Regions from separate parts of the Mus musculus genome. Here region 2 is linked to region 1. The links are chromatin contacts, called in public HiChIP or PLAC-seq maps. All regions are on one chromosome and are shown on one strand. The core of a region is the stretch at or near the end of the contact, and the rest is flanking DNA. Distances in the headings are between cores, read along the strand shown. Region 1 overlaps C530044C16Rik (RIKEN cDNA C530044C16 gene). Region 2 overlaps Snx10 (sorting nexin 10).

Region 1 (5,375 bases), core at 1,299-3,798:
AGTTAAGTCATCTCTCTGTTTTGTTCATAATTCAGTATTCTAAGTTCATACTCTATCTGAGAATCAGGCTGATGAGAGTTTACTACAGAAAGGCCTTGGAAATACTATCCCATTCACTTGATAATCAAAAGACACTGTGAGGGGTCTCGGTTGTCAGTAAAGGAGTCTGATAGAGGAGAACGGAGGGCATCAGATGTATCCTCACAGAGTGACCTCAGATTTCTCAGTGCATCTGCAAGGGACATGAGGTAGTCTTTTCTTTGTTCCTGACACAGGCTGTGACTCTAAGGGGCTTGCAGGTCAGCCACTTCTGACTTCTTGGCAGCTGCTAAGCTAGGATTGCCCTGGGAGGACTGGAGGGTGGGGGTGGGAGTGGGAGGCAGACGGGATCCAGAACAGAAACCCAGGCTGGTGAAGCAGAGGGGATGATGGCCCTGCGACACTTTAATGCAGTGCGTTTTCTTCTGCTGACCTGAACATGAGTAAATAAAGATAACCCTGGTCACGAAACATAACCCACTTCCCTTCCAGAGGGACACTGGGGAATTCTGGTCAAACGTGTCCTGCCCACATGAGCTGCCATCCGGCTGAACGTGACAAGTGTCAGTATGTCAGTGTTAGCCACAGCCTGGATGAGCTGCTCCAGGGGAGATCTGCCCTGCTGCCCCAGAGTCCACTAGGAGAGCCTCCACAGACTCTGTTATCAAAGTAGATGAATGGCGACCTACCTCAGTTCTGTTTCTCATTAAATATTTACAGAGGGATTATCCCAAGTTTTGCCCGTTTCTTTGGCTTTTCTGTTTGGTTTTGTTTTCTGGCTTTAACATACAAAACCTCACCTAATAAAAATTGCACCACATTCAAGGCAACGTGTTGAGGGCACTGCGGTTAATGTAGCTTTACTGGTGTTATTTTAAGTGTCTGTACTCTGAATTCCCTTGGAATCCATGCTCTTAACTCCCACAAATATGAACGGACCTCCCACGCCTGTAGGACCCCGCTGTGTATTTATTAGGAAGCAACTCCACTTCTAAATGCTGCACACCGGGCTGCCCCCGCCCCACCGGGTGCTCGAGTTCCTGAACATGCGTGTTTAAAAATGTCCCTTAAAAAAATATGGCTTAGCTGGACAGGCAAAACATTCTGTGTAATCAGAGAGCATGTTTAGGAAACACTGTTTGCGGAGATGAACCGTGCTTTAATGAAACGTCCGAGGGGATAAATAACTCAGTCCCCTTCTCCGGGGTCATGGGTGCTGGCTTCAGCTCTGGTCATAAAACAAAGTGGAGTCGTGGTCCCCGGAAGGGAGCGATGCAAAAACATCAAATGTTTGGCCTGGAAATGCAATGCGAACAGAGACTAAAACCAGGCCCTTTCACTAGCACAACAAATATTAAAATAACCACTTCAAAGGCTTGGGGGGTGGGGGGGGCATACAAAGTTAAAGCCAGAGAGAAAAACCCCTCAGGTGAAGTCTGGTTGGATATCTGAAGGGAGACCTTTCACCGCTGTCTCGAGAAGTTTCACTTAACTGTAAAAGATGATGAGGGTTTAATTTATATTTAAACCAAGGTTAGCATCCCTCTCCTTGTAGGACATTCTTTCCTAAGCCCTGCACTGAGGGTTTTGTTTTGTTTTCTAGGCGGTGCTCCATCAGCTTTAAGGCAACGCTCACCCTAAAGATGGATAGATAGCTATAGCATCACCAACTTTGAACAATGAACTAAATACTGTTGAAAACAGAAATTAAATTTTTGTAGGCTATCCATTTTTATCTGCATTGCTTAATGAGCTCTAGCACCGAAAATTCTGTGTCCCCATAAAAACCTATTCAGCATTCAGTTTTCTCAAACTTTAAACCTCAAAAAAAGTTATGGCATCACTGATGGTGTACTGCCACCGTCTGGTCATTTTGAGAACTGCAGGTAGGTTCCCTTTTCTTCAAAAACTGAGCTGTTTTCACCAACACATGTATCTTTTGGGGAAGAGACTTGTTAGACCTACCTAAGTGTCCTAAGAACACTCAAAGGAATTCTGAAGGCTCCTCTTGTTGCCTCACAGTAGGAAAAATCAGATCCACTTCACACCGGGGGGCCGGGGGGCGGGTTCTCTGAAGATTGCCATTTACAGCAGGGGTATGGGATGAAGAGAAACAAAATTCTTAGTTTACACTTAAAACTTAGACTCGTAACTAGCTAGTACACCTGTGTGTCACCAGACATTAGAATCCCCTTGCCATAGATGAGGATAATAATCATGCCTGACCTGTAGGTACTGGAGGGTAAAGGAGATGATGCCCCGGAGGTGCTTAGCACAGCGTCGCGCTCACGGCAGTGGTCAGCGATGAGAGAGATTATTAAAACTCGTATTTATTTAACTTCCTTTCAAACATACAGATGAGAAATCACAGTGTTGGCAAGGACTTCGAGTGCCTGGATCCTGTCCCAGACAGAAAGTTTCCACGATTTCCTTTACGTCATGGGAACGAGAGGATCTGCCAACCTTTAGAGAAGTAATCTTCCCTCCCAGCTCCCCACAGGCTAGGCTCACAACTGCTCACCCCCAGAGCTACTGCTGAGCAGAGCTGTCCTGCCCTGGCCCCCACCTCCCTCCTCTGCTCTGTTCGGTACACCGGCCCTGGACATCTGTATTTGCACTGCTCTCTCGGGGCCCCCGTTGCCCCTGGGTTCTGTCTTGCTTTGTTTATTTAAATCCCACCTCTCTGGGAGACACGGATCCCATCTTTCTTAAGAGTTTGCCTCCCATCCGCTTCCTTACTGGCCACCACTGGCAAGGGTTCATTTTGCCAGTGATTCCCTGACAGTCACACCCATGAATGGTGGGAATAAGATGTGAGTATCTCTATGCCCTGTGTAGCCACGAGAGTCTCACATCTCTGGTCCTCATCTCTGCAATAAAAATATATGTCAGCACCCATCTCACTATCAAGATGGTGTGTCGGGACACAAATTGGAAACAAAGCCTGCACTCCCCATTCTAAATTAGCAGAGAACAGCCCTTCACAGATTAGAAAGAGGGGGCCTGTCACACGCCTGGGTGGCACTAAAAGACTATTGTAGCTATAAGATAGAAGCCAGACCTCAATCTCTTGTGGCTCTTTTGTCCCCACGTAGCCCCATGTTTAAAGGATTTGTGCATTCTTGCTTCCCACTCCCTCTGTCTCTGGGTGGTAAAGAGGTACCTGGGCATGGACAGAAAAAGTTCAGCACCAGGTGGCGCCTGGGCTGCGGATCGGACTGAACCGGTTGTGCAACACTGCTTCTATTTCAGACACAGTGGCTTTAAGGTTTCTTAACATCACTTTGTTCCTCCATAAAATATAAACTTTTGGCCACACCCCTACCCCACCCCCATCCTATCCCACCCTTGTCTTACCAAGTTCCTGCAGATATCAGAGTCCACTGCATAGTTCTCAGCTCAGTTCTTTGATTTTTTAAAAGTCCCCACCTCAACCAGCAGAGGGCGGTGAAAGACAAACTGAGCTCTGAGTCTCTCTCTCTCTCTCTCTCTCTCTCTCTCTCTCTCTCTCTCTCTCTCCCCCCCCCCCCCCCCACTGCCCCTCGTGCGCATACCTAGGCTGAGGACTGTTGTCCCCTTTAAAGGTGCAAGGAATTTGATGGTAATGTTATCACTCCTGTTACCCCTCTGTATGGCCCATGAAGGGTTCTGAGGCACAGCCAAACACCCTGAGCTGGAGAAGGGAGGGGGTTCAGTGCAGAAGACAGGCCAAGCAGCAGTGCAGCTACTTGGAAGTGAGGTTCAGAGCAAAACAGGAGAGACCCAGGCCTGCACCCCACAGACCTGGGAAGGGTGGCTTACTGAGAAAAGTCTGGGGGAAAATAAAAGACTTGTAGAAAGTTCTGGGTGCAGCCTCCTCGACATGTTTGTGGAGCGGTTGCAGTATATCAAGCAAGTACTACCAATGGACTTAGACCATGCGAATAGAGACACAGAAATGTTACAGATGCACTTTGTGATTCAGATTTATAACTTTCCAATGAGAGTCAGGGCCTGGAACCACCCTCTATTCCCATGGACAGCCCAGTCTGTATAGGGAGGGTGGGCTGAGAGTAGTTGGGAGATGGACTGTCCAAGCAGAGCTCTACTGAATAAACAGAACCATCAGTAGAACCTACAATGTGGCCACAGGGTCACACAGTTCTAGAGTAAATGTGTATAAAGCGGTTCAGAAAGCCTGAACAAGCAAAAGTCATGGGGGACAGCCATGATTTTAAAAGCATAACTAAATACTACATTCCAAAGGACCAGCAGCATTGCAGGTAAGGAATGTGGGCAGACGTGAGGCAAAGTGATGGATTGTCACCACTGTGTCCCAGCAAAGCTGCTTGAGGAGGGAAGCTATTACCTAGATTAGCGGTTAGACGGGTGTTGGTTTAAACTTGTTGTAAGTTTTAGATTTGAACTTGAGAAAAAAGAGTTATGGATTGCAGATGAATATTTGACTCTTCCTTGCAGAGTCAGTGTTAATCCCTGAGAACCTTCACACTCTAATGCTTGCTGGAAAGATCTTCCATCTTCCTTTCCTTCTCTTCCAACATTAGGATCCTCTCTGCATTCACCTGGCAAGGATTACCCAGAGAAACCTGGACCTTCTATTAAACAGCAGCTCTTCAAATGTTTGGACCCTTGCTCTCACAAACAGCCTCTGGTCCCTCAGAGTATCTACCCACCACGCAGCAGCTCTTCATCCTAGGACTGGCATCAGTTCACCAAAGGCCACCTCTTTCTGAGAGATAGTCCTAAAGAGGCTCATCTCCAACCGTGAGGCTCTAAGGAAGGCTCTCTCTCTCTCTCTCTCTCTCTCTCTCTCTCTCTCTCATCAAGCAGCTTCTTGTCTCTAGGAACTGAATCAGTGGGAATCCCTGACCTCTCCAAGGTCACCCTCTGCTCTCCTGGGATGATATCAGAGCACAGGCTCATTTTCTCTATGATACTCCAGTGCAGCATAGAGAAAAGTGCTGTCCATTTTCACAGGATTCTTCTGAGGATTGGACTACTGCTATCATTGAGGGAGGGGGACTAATGGGACAGGATGTAGTAAAACTTGGAGCAAAAAATGAAATGTCAGTGTGGAGATAATCTGCCTGCTTGACCTTCCTACCATCCCCCGAAGGAATCGATAACACATCGTCCTCCCAACTCCGTGTTCAACTAGACTTGTTTTCTGTTGGGGTGGGGCATGTTTTTGTTCTTCTTTAAAGGAGACCACACAAACTGTCAAGATAACCTGGAGATTAGCATGATAGACCCTTCTTATTTCCTAACACCCTAGTGAAGAGGTGACTTCACATGAAAGGCCAGTGATCCAGAGCCACCTCCCTACAGGGTCAGAG
Region 2 (4,982 bases), core at 1,001-3,500, 750 kb before region 1:
ATATATCTTATAATACTTATATAATTTATATTCACACACACACACATTCTATTGTCCCAGTTTCCTGTTCTACTGCATCTCTCCAACAGAGCAGAACTGTGGGACTTTATGTGTCTTCCCACCCTGTGAGGACCTGACATGCTCACAGCATGTAGCCGGGGAATTACACTTGCCCACGGTCTTGAAACGAAGGAAAGACCGCAAGTGTCATTTCAACTCAAGCCCGTCTGTCTCCCTGCTCCACTGCTGGCTCTGGCTCCAGGACAGCACAGCAGAGATAAATGGGTCAGACATGAGGTCGTCATCCCAGCCCCAGCTCTACCCACCCACAAGGGAAGAAAGGGTGGGTTCATCCCTAAGCTCGGAGTGGCCAGGGCCTTCCTAAGACACAGGGAGAGAGTAATGGGTTTTATTGTTAAGGAAACAAGTTTTTAACTCTTTTATTGGCTGATTAAGAGAAATATGGGTGATAGCTTAGTCAGGAAAGTGCTTGCTATAGAAGCCTGAAGCCCTCAGTTAGACCCCTAGCACCCGTATAAAAATCCAGGTATGGTGGCATGCATTTGCAATTCCAGTTCTGGGGAGGCAGAAACAGGCAGATCCCCTGCGGTGGGGGGAGCACAGTGGGAGGCGGGAGGAAGACTAGGAATGAAAATTGTCCCAACAAACCCTTGTCCACCTTGTCCACATCTCCCCTGTGGACATGGGGCCAGGTACCAAGAGCGAATGCCCACACCTGGGAACAGAGGGGTACCAACAGACCTTTCTAGTATTCCCCACTCTGTCTTACCATGTTGCCTTGACAACGCCTCCTCCAGGATACACCATCCTAGCCCTCAGCCACACTGCCTCCTAATACTGAAGACAACTGTACGTAGGGGAGGAATCAGTCAAATGTCTCATTTCTCATTATGATTCCACCTGCAGAAAGGTCACTGGTATAGTCTAACTCTTAAATAGCTGCCCGCGTGTTCGAGGCCCGGCTCCCCGTCTGTGCTATCGAGAAGTGGTAGGTCTTTAGGAGATGGAGAGTGGTGTAAGGAAACAACCATTGAAGACATTTCCTTGAAGTCACTGGGACCCCAGGCTTTCCTCTTTCTGCACATTCAGCTACGATTTGTTGTCCCATACCCTACGAGTAACAAGATAGCCAATCACCAACCTACACCTCTGAAAGCATGGACCAAAATCAATTCCCCCTGCCTGTAAGGTTGTCAGCAATGATAGAAAACTGAGCAACACGCTACTTTATTAAAAAAAAAAGAAAAAGAGAGAGAGAGAGAGAGAGAGAGAGAGAGAGAGGGAGGGAGGGAGGGAGGGAGGGAGGGAGGGAGGGAGAGAGAGAGAGAGAGAGAGAGAGAGAGAGAGAGAGAGAAAGAAAGAAAGAAAGAAAGAAAGAAAGAAAGAAAGAAAGAAAGAAAGAAAGAAAGAAAGAGAAAAGTTACGTGTATGAATCTTAGTATCCAGGGGAAAAAAAGAACACCAGGCAGCAGAAAGGGCCTTGTGGGACAGAACCCATAAGCATCCTGTGTTGGTCTCAAAAGTATCAAAGAAAGTGAAAAAAAGAGCTGGGCTGAGTGGTGCACTCCTTTAATCCCGGCACTAGGGAGGCAGAGGCAGAGGCAGAGGCAGGCAGATCTCTGAGTTCTGAGTTTGGTCTACAAAGTAAGTTCCAGGACAGCCAGGGCTATACAGAGAAACCCTGTCTCGAAAAAAAAAAAAAAAAAAAAAAAAAAAAAGGAAAGACAGCTCAGCAGTTAGGAGCACCAACTGCTCTTCCAGAGGTCCTGAGTTCAATTTCCAGCAACCACATGGTGGCTCACAACCATCTGTAATGGGATCTGATGCCCTTTTCTCGTGTGTCTGAAGAGAGCAATGGTGTACTCATATACATCAAATAAATAAGTCTTTTTAAAAAATAAGTTTACAAAAACTTTAAATAGGCAAGTCAAATAATAGAAATTATTCATTATTCGTGACGAATGATGAACAGATCAATTCATGAAATGCCCCTGCAAATCTATACCAGCAAATATTTCTGTAAAAAAGGTGAGCGAGGGTTTCAACAATCAACACATAAAACTAAAACCAAAAGGGTACTCAAATAAAATGTACACAAAGCCTTTGATTTGGCCTGAGTTCTCATACTGGGCTCAACCGACTGATCAAACCAGAACGCAGTCCCCTATCCCATGCCAAGCAATCAGTGAGCTTTCAAACTGAAAGCAATGAGTCACAAGGCGGTAGGGCGAGCCAACTCATCCTGCTCTAACTCAACACGGAAGCAGTCAGTCCACTTCTCCTTCCTCCTTGTCCCTATCTCTTGCAACAAGTTTCTTCCTTCAGCCCTTCAACTGTGTCTGCCAATTCATCATGTCAGCTCATCGGAGTTCACATCTCTCAGAGTTGAATGTGTGGTACAAGGAATCAAACTCAGGCTCCTACACATGCTAGGCATGTGCGCCCCCATCCCTCATCTAGTGTTTAAATAGTTGTTGATGATGATGGTGGTGGTGGTGGTGATGATGATGATGATGATGATATTTTTGAAAATAGAAGCCCCACACATAGCAATTCCACTTCTGAGTATATATTTTATCTTTTATTATTTTGTTATATGCATATGAGTGTTTCCAACCGCATGTATGTCTGTGCACTGCATGCCTGCCAACTGCCCACAGATGTCAGAAGAAGGTGTCAGATCCCATGGAACTGGAGTCACAGATGTTTGTGATCCATATCATAGGCACTGGGGCTCGAACCCAGTTCTATTTACTGAAGAGCAACCAGTGGCTCTTAACCACTGACCCATCCCTCCGGGTCCTTGGTATGAATTTTTTTAAGAAGTGAAAGTAGGACCAGGTAGTGGTGGCAAATACCTTTTAATCCCAGCACCTGGGAAGGCAGAGGCAGGTGGATTTCTGAGTTAAAGGCCAGCCTGGTCTACAGAGTGAGTTCCAGGACAGCCAGGGCTACACAAAGAAACCCTGTCTTGAAGGGAGAAAAAAAAGAAGAAGAAGTGAATATAGGGTCTCAAAGAGATATTCATCCATGTCTTAGTTAAGGTTTTACTGCTATGAAGAGCAATCATGACCAAGGCAAAGGCAAGTCTTATAAAGGACAACATTTAATTGGGGCTGGCTTACAGGTTCAGAGCTTCAGTCCATTATCACCGAGGCAGGAGCATAGCAGTGTGCAGCTGAAAATTCTACATCTTGTTCCAAAGGCAGCTATGAGAAGACTGGCTTACAGACAGCAACGATGAGGATCTTAAAGCCTATGCCCACATAACACACTTCCTACTCCTACAAGGCCACACTTCCAAATAGTGCCACTCCCTAGGCCAAGTATAGACAAACTATCACAGTATACACGTTCATAGCAGAATGATTCACAGGGCTAAGATGGAGAAGCGATTCAAGTGTCCATAGATGGATGAGTCAATAAACAAGATGTGGAACAGGCACACACGGAAGCGATGGGCACAGGCTGCCACACAGATGAACTTTACGGGTATTAGGGTAACTGAAAAACTTGGTCACAAAAGACAAGGCCTTCATGATTCCACTGATATGCGGTGGTGTGTGTGTGTGTGTGTGTGTGTGTGTGTGATGTGAGCACATATGTACATGTGTGTGAAAGGAGAGGCCAGAGGTTGATGTCTAGTGTCTTCTTCAATTCCTCTGTCATCTTTATAGAGACAGAACCCCTCACTGAACCTTGTGCTCCCCAACTGGCTACAATGGCTAGCCAATGAGCTCCAAGGAGCCTCTTGCCTTCGCTCCCACCCTGCACTGGAGATACAAACACACGGCAGCACCTCGGACTTCTTACACGGGCGGTGGGCATCCAAACTCCGGTCCTCCTGTGTGCATAGCAAGCACTTTACAAGCTGAGCTATAGCCAACCCCCTCCAGGGGGGCTTTTAACCTAGTCAGGTTCATTCAGGAAGAAGGCAGAGGCTAGGGAGCAAGGAGGAAACGGCACACTCTTGTTCAATAGACAGAGTTTCGGTTCTGCCCGAGAAAAAAGGAGCTGAGGAGTGTGCCACCCACCACGAGTGCACTACACCACACAACTGAGCTGTGTGTGCATCAGATGGTAAGTTCCATGCTATATGGTTCCTATCACAGTCAAGAGTTAGCAATTTTTAAAAACTCTAAAGTAGATTTAAATGCTTAAACCTTCCTGGTAACAGAAATGCAAAGAGACCAGATAACATAGCCGTCCCTTTCAAATTAAAGATGTGGGGCTGGAGAGACAGACAGGTCAGTAGTTAAGAGCACTGGCTGCTCTTCCAGGGGACCCAAGTTTGATTCCCAGCACCCCCATGGCGGCTCACAACGTTCTCTAACACCAGTTCCATGAGACCTGACACCTTCTTCTGGTCTCTTCGGGCACCAAGGCACACACACGGTGCAAAGACATCCAGGCAAAAATCCACACACGTAAAAATAACTTTTAAGAGTAAAGACTTGATGATACATCCACTACTGACAAGCATCATTAGGAATGAAAATTAAATACTATCAATAGGAATATGAGCTATGGCAATGCCATGAAAAAGAATGGGGCCCAAGCTGGGTGTGGTTATCCCAGCACCTAGAAGTCTGAGGCAAGAAGATCACAGAGTTTAAGGATAGTCTGAGCTACAGAATGAAACCACGTTTCAAAAAATTCTATAAAAGGCAATTCAACCTTGTATTTCACAAGTACTTGTAAATTGTTTATATCTTTAACTCACTAAAATGACCTCAGAAAACAACTTAAACAGCTCAATGCAGTTTGTACAGAGTACATGCACCATGCATACCAACAGACATGCCCACTGTGGTTTGCCTTAAATGTCACATCCTAGCACTGGGGAAACTGAGGCAGACAAGCCAGGTTACAATGCGAGACCCTCAAAACAACAAACAAACAAAAAACACACCCAGGCATAGTTGTGCACACCTTTAATCCCAGCACTAAGGAGGAAGAAA

What was found. HiChIP or PLAC-seq counts read pairs in DNA pulled down with a chosen protein or histone mark.
Region 2: a contact with region 1 is called in a FOXA1 HiChIP or PLAC-seq map of pancreatic cancer cells. The contact joins two enhancer-like sites. A contact is called at or near these places in 2 of 115 datasets of contacts at active chromatin or transcription factors (large pre-B cells and pancreatic cancer cells).

Annotation. Positions count from the first base shown.
Region 1 is chr6:50,804,849-50,810,223 of GRCm38.p6, reverse strand. The region is part of intron 4 of C530044C16Rik (RIKEN cDNA C530044C16 gene); the gene reads right to left. It overlaps Gm31455 (a long non-coding RNA gene), which reads left to right. Exons shown (of 5, transcript XR_869068.3): 4 at 2,397-2,512; 5 at 4,584-5,375. Among named protein-coding and RNA genes, the nearest start is that of Gm31455, 15 kb to the left of the region's middle. Within about 2 kb of position 2,548, at least 106 of the 459 cell types and tissues checked have an H3K27ac peak or open chromatin away from gene starts, as enhancers often do. A contact at or near this core is called in pancreatic cancer cells, where this site is marked.
Region 2 is chr6:51,555,804-51,560,785 of GRCm38.p6, reverse strand. The region is part of intron 1 of Snx10 (sorting nexin 10); the gene reads right to left. Among named protein-coding and RNA genes, the nearest start is that of Snx10, 34 kb to the right of the region's middle. Within about 2 kb of position 2,250, at least 72 of the 459 cell types and tissues checked have an H3K27ac peak or open chromatin away from gene starts, as enhancers often do. A contact at or near this core is called in pancreatic cancer cells, where this site is marked.